Regions from separate parts of the Mus musculus genome. Here regions 1 and 2 are each linked to region 3. Evidence: chromatin contacts called from public promoter capture Hi-C data. All regions are on one chromosome and are shown on one strand. The core of a region is the stretch at or near the end of the contact, and the rest is flanking DNA. Distances in the headings are between cores, read along the strand shown.

Evidence for each region. Promoter capture Hi-C pulls out the DNA fragments that hold promoters and counts their contacts.
Region 1: a promoter capture Hi-C map of hippocampal neurons shows a contact between it and region 3, with 2.2 times the contacts expected there. The contact joins the promoter of D6Wsu163e here to the promoter of Ano2 in region 3. A contact is called at or near these places in 2 of 39 promoter capture datasets (hippocampal neurons and stem cell-derived epiblast-like cells).
Region 2: a contact with region 3 is called in a promoter capture Hi-C map of stem cell-derived epiblast-like cells, with 3 times the contacts expected there. The contact joins the promoter of Kcna6 here to the promoter of Ano2 in region 3. A contact is called at or near these places in 2 of 39 promoter capture datasets (hippocampal neurons and stem cell-derived epiblast-like cells).

What each region holds. Positions count from the first base shown.
Region 1 is chr6:126,937,978-126,941,432 of GRCm38.p6, reverse strand. D6Wsu163e (DNA segment, Chr 6, Wayne State University 163, expressed) reads right to left here and starts at 1,467. Exons shown (of 14, transcript NM_138594.3): 1 at 1,407-1,467. It overlaps Rad51ap1 (RAD51 associated protein 1), which reads left to right and starts at 1,846. Exons shown (of 9, transcript NM_009013.4): 1 at 1,846-1,939. The coding sequence starts at 1,923.
Region 2 is chr6:126,738,381-126,742,040 of GRCm38.p6, reverse strand. Kcna6 (potassium voltage-gated channel, shaker-related, subfamily, member 6) reads left to right here and starts at 1,367. Exons shown (of 2, transcript NM_013568.6): 1 at 1,367-3,660. The coding sequence starts at 2,117. The region is part of intron 2 of Gm33581 (a long non-coding RNA gene); the gene reads right to left.
Region 3 is chr6:125,689,174-125,692,576 of GRCm38.p6, reverse strand. It overlaps Ano2 (anoctamin 2), which reads right to left and starts at 1,958. Exons shown (of 25, transcript NM_001364562.1): 1 at 1,833-1,958. The coding sequence starts at 1,854.

The sequences.
Region 1 (3,455 bases), core at 218-2,717, 1.2 Mb before region 3:
CCCAGGACAGTAGAGATTGTTGTCATTGTTCTTGGTCGTCCATAAAAACTAGATGATAAACTCTGTTGTTAAAGACACTGCACAGCTCAATTGATGATATAAAAAAGCCAAGCTGGAACTCTGCTGGAAGCTTCCTCTTTGCTGGCTATCTTTTATGGTCCTTGAAGATACTAAGGAGGCTGCTATAAGAGAAATTTCATTACTGGTCCAACCCAGCTGTGGACTCTATGAACTCTACTAACCTGCCAGGCAAGACATGCTCATCTGGGCACTAGGGTACCATTATGAGGGTATCCAATTTGCTCTGACTGGATTTGAGGTCAGCTCTATAGGAGCATACCCCTGCCTGGCACTATGATTCCTGTTGGAAACCCATAGCAGGGAAGATGATGGGCCCTGGGGGGGAACATAAATACTGTTGTTCAGTTAAATGGACACTGTCAAACCACCATGTCTATACCCACGACAAGTGCTACTCCCAGACTTAATCAGAGAATTGTCTCTTTCCAGTGAACTATAATGAATGTACAGACTCCAGGTGCCACAAGGTGAGAACATGTGATGGATGGGGACTCGGCCCTAAACAAGGCATTTATACCACCTCTGTGAAGGTTCAAGGAACACTGCAGAATAGGAAGTGGAAAAATAGAGGAACCAGATCATAGAGAGGAAGACAAAATGCCACCTTCTGACAAGACGCTGCCATTACAGCAGTAAACTCACTGCAGTGTCAGAGGTCTGCATAAGATTAGCCTCAGCAGCAGCAGAGGGAAGAGAGAAGACGACTCAGAATGACCCATGTGTCATTAAGGAACTGTTTTCTATGGGCAGATTCAGGAAAAGGGAAGTTATTTTTCAGTTGTGTGCCCACGGGTGCCCCCACCAGGCTCCAATGAGTAGTCGCAATTCAATAGTCTGGTCTAATTAAGATATAGGGTCACAAAAACAAACAAAACCAAACCAAAACAAAAAAAACCCAACGACATGAATCTAGAAAGGGGACTGGTGGAAATGCAGAGATTAGAGGGATGGGCAAGTTAGTAGGGACAGGTGCGACATAAGGTGAGACAGTAATTAGAATACATTGTAACATGAAACAGAACAAAACCAATAAAAACACACGTTTTCATGTTACTCTTTGTTCCTGTGGTCTGTTGCTCTCAGGATACAATTCATCGTAATCCAGTTTACGTCTCCGAATTCTCTGGGTGTGCCTACACCCTGTCAGAGCAACATGCAAAACGACAAGCCTAGTTGACCACAAACACTGAACTGGCAATGGCAAGCTGCACTCCAGCACTTTAGATGGCCCTTAGAAGACTCCTTCTGTTCTTTAAGTCTGTACCAGATACCGTCATTGGGTCCTCCACACTGAAGGGGCTTCTTCGCTGTGGGCTCGAACTCACCTCTCTCATCAGACACCAAAGCACACTTGGAGCTGTCAACGCAGAACTGCCCAAATAAGTCAGCTGACTTCTTGCTTTTTTTTTTTTAACCTCCAATAGATCCACTTTGGCAGATTCGGAACTCATGTTTCTCTTTCCTCAAGCGCCAAGGAAAACGCCTATCCAAGACCCCCTTTGTTCCAGTTATTTTTAAGTTAGTCATTCTAAATATTGGAGGCGTGTCGCTATTTTTATATTGTATTTTAGACTCGGTACCAAATCGCAATTGTGACGAAAGTGCAGTATCAAAACAAAAGCTAAGTCTGAGCAGACAGGATCCAGGATGGCGTGCCCGGGCCACGGTGTGTGTGCGCAGGCGCCCTCTCTTCAGCACGCAGGCGCCGCCTCAGGCAGGCGAGCGGTGATTGGCGGGCTGGCGCAGCGGGGCGTGGAGCGCGACGTCTGGTTTTCGGCGGGAATTGAAACCGCCACAGCTGCTCCCCAGCTCCAGAGCACTGCTGCTCTAGGCAGGGCACCATGGTGCGTCCTATCAGGTGAGTGGTTGGTGACGTCCCGCGGGGCAGAGAGGAAGGACGGGGACGATGGGGGCCACTGTCATGCATGGTTGCGGGAGAGGACGAGATCCGACAGAGGGCAGCGCGATTGGGTGGGTGCTCGTCGCCAGTCTCCGGTGAGAGCCACCCGCTGCTCAGAGGAGCCCGCCTGGCATCTCGCTTGCCGCCCCTCGGCCTCCTTCTGCAGCTGTCGCCCCTGAGTCACCCCACTCCAGAGGGACCTGGTAGGCTAGCATTTGAGTCGCGCTTAACGCGACAGCGAGCGACCGCGTTAAGTGGCTGTCATACGTTGAGCGATACAGAAAAAGCAGGTGTGCCTATTCCCTCAAATCCCTAGGCAGAGAGGCCCATTTAACTTCCAGCTCAAGCCGTGGTGCCCTGTCACATGACCCCCAGTTCCTATCTGCTTTCCTTTAGACTGTTGGAATCTCTCTGTGATCACAACCGGGATGCCAGGCTGGCCATCCATTTAGTAGAATGACTGAATATAGCTGAGACTATGGCCCAGTGGTCCAGTGATTGCCTAGCAGATGAGAGGCCCCCAGCTTCAAACCCCAGTCCTGCAAAACCAAACAACAATAAACTTAGTGAATTCTCCTAGGCCTGTATTGTACTAAGAGCTGGAGGCTACACTCTATTGGAAGAGGGGTGGGGAGAGATAAGGGGGAGTAACAAAATAAACACCACAATGTAACATAGGAGGAAGGAGAAAAGCCTTACTTTAAATCATATGAACGCGTTACCTAGGTAAAATGTAAGGGGCATTCACATGAAATAGGAGCCAAAGCCCAAGGTTCACCATGTTTGAGAAGCAGATTGAAGGTGTGGGATGAACAAGCATGTGGATGGATTGAGGACTGAGTCAGATAGATTACAAAGCAGTTGTAATCTATCTAAATCTATCTAAAGCAGCTTGTAGGTCTTAGGAGTTTGAATTTTATTTGAGACAAATGGGAAATCTGTAGTTTCAGTGGTGGAGGGCCTGAGATATTCTCATTTCACTTTTATAAAGGCCACCGGCTGTTGGTTGGCTCTGAGGGGGACTGGAGTGGCCAGAGCGAAAGCAGGGGGGAGGGGGGAATTGAGATGCTATCAGTTGTGTGTGACTTTGGCACTGTGTGTGTGTGTGTGTGTGTGGTGTGGAGATGGAGCAAGTAAGTTTAGGGTTTTTTTTGTTTTGTTTTAAGATTTATTTATATGAGTACACTGTAGCTGTTCCCAGATACACCAGAAGGGGGCATCAGATGGTTGTGAGCCACCATGTGGTTGCTGGGAATTGAACTCAGGACCTTTAGAAGAGTGGTCAGTGCTCTTAACCACTGAGCCATCTCTCCAGCTCAAGTTTAGGTACTTCTGACAAGTGGTTATAGAGGAGAGAAAACAAAGAATCAAGGTTGACTGTCTCTATGGACTGAGCTACGTCTCTGTATTGACTGAGATGGGCCCCTTTGAGATAATGAGGTTTAGAAGACAGGACTAGATTTCTCTTGCTTCC
Region 2 (3,660 bases), core at 118-2,617, 1.1 Mb before region 3:
CGATTTCCTCCCTACAGGTCCAAGAACTCTGGTTTCCTCCCCTGCCTCATCCCTCTGGGAGCACCTGCTGTGAAAACTGCTGTGGTTTAAAAACAGTCTGTCTAGATCGTATGGCTAAAAACCCATACATGCATCTCATGGCTTGAGAGAATCTTATGTGCCATTACTGTCCTTATCCTACGGACGCTCTTTCTTATGAAGAAACACTGGCCGTTGCCAGCCAATCAACTGTGGCCACGGCAAGTCAAGAGCAAGCTACCTGGTAGTCTGAAACCAGGTGCACCATCCAGCGACTTCATCCACGTGATCTAGGGAGGAAGCCTTTGGGAGAATGGATGGAAAATCTTTTTGGCATTCTAAGAGAGGCAGAGTAGTTTGTCCCATTCAAATCCTACCAAATGAGACTCTATGGCCTAGAAGGGGAGGCCATCTTTCTGGTAAAGCAACTAAAATGTGTTTATTAGATGCTCATCACACATAGCTACATTGTTTATTGACACTTTGACTACCTCCTTTTTGTTTTTCCTTTCCTCCCTTTTCTTGACACAGATAAGTATAAATTGCAGAATCTTTTTATTTACTTTTTTCTTTTCTTCTTTTTTTCTCCAAAGGAGGCGTGAAGCAAAGATTCTTGGCTGCTATTCCTTGTATATAGTGTTTCTTCAATATCATAGTCTTCTGGTGCTTTTTCATGGAGATGATGGTGGACGTCTTCAGGACTCCATGAGAGCACTGGGCACGGGCAGGCTTTTCCTCCCCTCTTACTATCACTGCGCCTTGAAAGAGAGCTGCAGCCTTGCCTTTCCAGGTTGCAAAAGTGAGAGTCTGATGGGGAATTAACATTGGGACACAGCCTAAATGGAAAGCTCTCAAGACATTTAAAAATACTTCATCTTCCCCCCCCCCCCAGGAGAGGTTGAAAATGGCAAACATGTCTTCATGGATATAAAAAACATGGATTTTTCCCTCTCCTGTCCCCCCCCGACCCCCCCAAGTAAATAGCTGTGGAGGGGTCAGGTGCTGTGTATAGCTTATTGGGCAGGGGTGTGTTGTGGGCCAGCGTATGTGATTTCTTTTTGCTGAAATACACTGAGCAGGTCAGCTCGGTGAACAGAAACGAGAAGAGATGACTATGGAGAGATGGAGTGGGTGTGTTATTAGGATACTGCGGCTTGGTTGGGGTGGGGGTGGGGGCGTGCGTGTGAATGTGAGAAAGCAAGAGGCATGCCAGGAGAGCGCGGGAAAGATTACTGGGGAGGCAAGTATACACATCTCTCCCCAGCATCCAGGCTTGCTGCAGCCCCTGACTGGGTAAGGGGTGTGATGTGAGAGTGGGGTGGGCAGCAGGCGGGGCCTGCCACGTCACTTGGAGAGTGTGTTAAGGAGGAAGGGCAGAGCTGAGAGCTGAGCCTGCTGCTGCTGTTGCTGCTGCTGCTGCTGCTGCTGCTGCTGTTGCTGCTGCTGGGGCTGCTGCGGGTGCAGGCAAGGCTTGAAGCGGTGGGGAGGTGGGTCTCCGCGCTTCGGCGCCCGGGAAGGCCCAGGGCGATTCCGAGGCCTCTAGAACAGCTAGCTCCTGGGGAAGAAGGTGGCGGCTGCAATCGCGACCTTGGCCAGACCTAGTTCGGTGGTGGACGTAGGGCGGAGGCGGAGGCCGAGCCCGGGCAGGAGTCTTTGGTGAGCCAGAGGGAGGCGCATCTGGCGCTTAGGTACCAGCGGCAACCCAGAGTCGTGTGCAGCTGGAGAAGCGCAGTAGGACCTGGTGAGAGCCAGCAGGTCTGGAGGGCGGACCTGTGGGTCCTGAGCCCAGTTTTAGGCACCATCGAGAGCTAAGCCACGCGTCTTTTCGGGCAGCCAGTTTCACGCGCGCGACAGTTTGCGGGTTCCAGGCATCTCAGAAATCCTGAGCACGGAGGCGCGGCTATTGAGAGCCAGAGCCACTTCCCAGACCTAGCCTGGCAGAGGGACCAGCTGCAGGGCTCACCGACCTAACCGCCAGGTCAGAGCACGGGCCCCACCCTAAAGGAGGGCACAGCCGAAGCTGTGAAGCGGGTGCCGCTCTCTGGAGCTCGTGTCGTGGGCGCCGTCCTAGTGGCGGGGAGCGCACCGCCGAGGTGACATGAGATCGGAGAAATCCCTGACGCTGGCGGCGCCGGGGGAGGTCCGTGGGCCGGAGGGGGAGCAACAGGATGCGGGTGAGTTCCAGGAGGCCGAGGGCGGCGGCGGCTGCTGTAGTAGTGAGAGGTTGGTGATCAACATCTCCGGGCTGCGCTTCGAGACGCAGCTGCGCACCCTGTCGCTGTTCCCTGACACGCTGCTAGGAGACCCTGGCCGCAGAGTCCGTTTCTTTGACCCCTTGAGGAACGAGTACTTCTTTGACCGCAACCGACCCAGCTTCGACGCTATCCTTTATTACTATCAATCTGGAGGTCGCCTGCGCAGGCCTGTTAATGTGCCCCTGGACATTTTTATGGAAGAGATCCGCTTCTATCAGTTGGGAGAGGAAGCCCTGGCGGCCTTCCGGGAGGATGAGGGTTGCCTGCCCGAAGGTGGCGAGGATGAGAAACCACTCCCCTCCCAGCCTTTCCAGCGACAGGTCTGGCTTCTCTTTGAGTACCCGGAGAGTTCCGGGCCCGCCCGAGGCATCGCCATCGTCTCAGTATTGGTCATCCTCATCTCCATCGTCATCTTTTGCCTGGAGACCTTGCCTCAATTCCGTGCAGATGGGCGCGGTGGAAGCAACGAGGGTAGTGGGACCCGCTTGTCTCCGGCCTCCAGGAGCCACGAGGAAGAAGATGAGGATGAAGATTCCTATGCATTTCCTGGTAGCATTCCCTCTGGGGGGTTGGGGACTGGAGGAACATCTTCACTTAGTACTCTCGGGGGTTCTTTCTTCACAGACCCCTTCTTCTTGGTGGAAACTCTGTGTATCGTCTGGTTCACGTTTGAGCTCCTGGTGCGCTTCTCTGCCTGTCCCAGCAAGGCGGCCTTCTTTCGCAATATCATGAACATCATTGACTTGGTGGCCATTTTCCCCTACTTTATCACCTTGGGCACCGAGCTAGTGCAACGTCACGAGCAGCAGTCTGTGAGTGGTGGCAGTGGTCAGAATGGGCAGCAGGCCATGTCCCTAGCCATCCTCAGGGTGATCCGCCTGGTCCGGGTGTTCCGAATCTTCAAGCTCTCCCGCCATTCCAAGGGGCTGCAGATCCTGGGTAAGACCTTACAGGCGTCCATGCGGGAGCTCGGGCTGCTCATCTTCTTCCTCTTCATCGGAGTCATCCTCTTTTCCAGCGCTGTCTACTTCGCAGAGGCTGATGATGTTGACTCGCTCTTCCCTAGCATCCCAGATGCCTTCTGGTGGGCTGTGGTTACAATGACCACGGTAGGTTATGGGGACATGTACCCCATGACGGTAGGGGGCAAGATTGTGGGCTCACTGTGCGCCATTGCTGGGGTCCTCACCATTGCATTACCGGTACCGGTCATTGTCTCCAATTTCAACTACTTCTACCACCGAGAGACGGAGCAGGAGGAGCAAGGCCAGTATACCCACGTCACTTGTGGGCAGCCCACTCCGGACTTGAAGGCAACGGACAATGGGCTTGGCAAACCTGACTTTGCCGAGGCTTCACGGGAACGCCGGCCCAGCTACCTTCCGAC
Region 3 (3,403 bases), core at 709-3,208:
CACACCCCCAGAGCTATTATGTCAGTCATCTGCTAGTTTGGGGTACGTTGGAGTGCTTGATAAAGAATAGCCTTCATTTTCCTTTGGATACAAGAACATTTGGCCTCAGATGTAAGACACAATGTCAGACTCATCCTTACCACTTACCCCAACCCTATCCCTGACCCTGACCCTGACCCTGACCTCCTGATCACACTGCTCCAGCCACTGGCTGCCCCTTGGTCCTTGGACAACCCCATCACTTTCATGCCATGAGTCCTATGATCTCTTTGCTAACCATTCTCTAGGTATCTCCATGTTACCTATTTAGAGAGGTCCTCCTTAACCACCTGGCCACAAGTAAAGACCAGCAGAGATGGAAGCTCTTTTGTACCAGCCCCTCCCCCCAATCTCGAGCTGTCAAATTCATGGTTTCCCTGTGCTCTAGACATCTCATGTGCAGGATGGGATAGAAGGCTTCTCTCATCCGGCAGAAATGAGCCACTGAATAGATGGGATTAAAAAAAAAATCAGATCCTCAGAAAATAAGAGAAGAGCTGGACCTGGGTTGGTGTCTGGAACCCACCCCCAACCCCCGTTCAACCTCTTCAATCAGCTACCACTGTGGTGCTAAGACACATAGAGGCAACCAGGGGACAGAAGAGGCTGCTGAACAGGGCCTTCCTGGGGCTTCAGAGACCAGCATGGCAGTGCCTGGCAGAACAGTAACAGAACCACATGGGCCCTTGATGTCTAGCAGCTGGTGCAGAGTGACCCTGAGGTTCCTTGAGGGGACTGGTGTCAGGTCTCAAAATTCAGACAGGTGAAGGGATCAAAGAGTGTCACTGTCATCTTAAGAAACAGTTTCTACAACTCTAATACATACACACTCATTCACTCACACACACACTCATTCACACATATACATACACACACTTATATATACACACATACATATACACACATACATATACACACTCATACACACACATATACATACTTATACACACAGTCATATACACACATACTCATACACACATATACATACATACTCATACACAAGAACATAAACACATATACTCACATGTGTACACATATACACATATGTACATACTCATACACACATCTTGTCTAAGATTCTCCTACCACCTGCCACTTGCCTGTGGGCTAACGTCTGACCATCCTCAGTAGGACCTCCCTCCCTGGCCAGGGCCCACATAATCCCTGGAAATATCTGTTTGTAGGACTATGACTAACACTTGCCTGCAAATCCCTTCACCTTGTTCACTCCCAAGCCACAGGCACCTCTCATTCCAACTCCAACAACAAAATAGCCAGCAACTCCCACCCCAAGCAAAGACAAGCTCCCAATAGATCTGATTTTCAAGGCACAGTAAAATAACATCCTTGGTGCCCCCAAACCTTACCTCAGTCTGCCTTTCTTCTAAAAAAAACACTTGTGAAAATGTCATACCTGTACTTGCCTGCACCCAAGGAAAGTGGCTCGTGTCAGAGGCCACAGGGATGCTGTGTCCTCAGTGCACTGTCAGATCAACCTGGCTACGGTCTTACTTACCCTCAGATTATATGTAGCAAGGAGAAGCAAAGTAGAACTGGTGACCAGCCACTGAGAGGGGACACCAGCCCTCTGCCACTTGTCCCCTCCTTGATAAAATATGTAAATAAAAATAAGACTTTAGAGAATTACTCAGGCACCCTCACCTTCCCTACCTCAGGGAAGTCCACTTGACGTCACTCATCCCAAAGAACAGGTGTTAGAATCCCTTCTCTTCCACATCTTCCTTCAATTAGTGGGATGCTGAGAGCCAGGGTCCTGGGGAGGGGAAACTTACCTCGCAGCCCAGGGGCCGCCATGGTGCTGGTCCCCAGATGCCAAGCCCCTTGGCTGCCCTCGCTCCACTCTGGATAGGCTTATGTGGCTGCCAGGGAGTTAATTCCATCGCGGCTCAGCTCTGTCTGGACGTGCCCGCCCCTCGCCAGCGGCTGCCACCTCCTCCAATCCATCCCTCTCCCTGGGCAGTTCCCTGCGCTCCTCCTTCGCAGAGACTAGCCCAACTTCCAGAAAGGATCCCTTTCTCAGGTGCAGCCAGAGACACGCTGGGGTCATGCATGGGCTGCGGGCCAGGGAGTAAATGCTGCTGGCGCTCCTCCACTCCACTCAGGAGCCTGAGTGAGCGCCACACAGCCGGGCTCGCCTGTGATAATTCAGCCGGATTATCTCATGAACTGCCTGGCTGATTAGTTTCCAGTCCCCAGCGAAGCCTCCTTCCTGTGGCACCAGTCTGCCGGCTATAGCCCTGAGTAGTAGTAGGGACTTAAACAGCAAGATGAGGCTACTCCGGTCTGGAGGGGGTGGGGGGAAACATGCAGCCCCGAGTGTACACAAGGACAAGGGGCAGAGGGGAGAGGGCATGTGTTAATTTGAGCTTCCCCAGGAGACTCTAGGGCAGTGAGGAGTGTGCCTAGAATTTAAAAGCTGTGAGACAAGAGTGGTGTGTGCTTTCCTAGAGTGGCTTAGGGACCTGACCATGGACAGAGGAGGGGTGAAGAGAAAGCCTCCAAAGGGCCATTTCCAGGATGTGAGCTACATTCCAAGATGCCAGAAGCAAATGACGCTCCTTGATGTTATGCCTCCTCCTCGGTGGGAAAGCATTACATCAGCATCAAGTACGCTGTTTGTGATCGCTGAATCTGAGAGATGTCTGTCCCCTGTTTTACAGAAGACAGTGGCAGAAACCCAACCAAATGGAAAGAAAACAGAAAGCATCGTGGTCCAGCCTCGAGGATTAATGGCTGGTGTCTATCTAAACCTCTTGACTTCGGGAGTCTCTCAAGTGCTTTGCTTTGCCCAGCATTCATACTTCAGTCTCAGCCTCCAGTCTATGAGGCAGTGACTTCCATTTATCCATTTCACACATGAAGCGTCCACAGTCTGTGTGCCCCAGGTTCCAAAGCGGGCTGCCTGCTCTGGTGTCCCAGCTCAGAACACCTTGCAGTTTCGCATCTCCCTCTTTTTCCCTTCGTTCTCCTTCCTTCACCTGCTTCCTGCTTCCAGGGACCCTTCTCCATGTCATCTCCACTCCTAAATTACTAAAAAGGCACTCGCCTGCTATCCATCCCTCTTCCATCCTCCCACAAGGAGTTTTTCCATGACACCCCCTAAAACATGTTTAAGGGCTACCCTAGTTACTTTTCTGTTGTTTGTTTTGTTGTGGTGGTTGTTGTTGTTGTTGCTGCTGCTGCTGCTGCTGCTGCTGCTGCTGCTGCTGCTGCTGCTGCTATTTTAAAGCAGCTGGGGAAGAAAAAGTTTATTGAACATACATAAACTTCCAGGTCACAGTCCATCATTGAGGGAAGTCAGGGCAGACACTGAAGGCAAAAACCCCAGACACAAGAACCATGG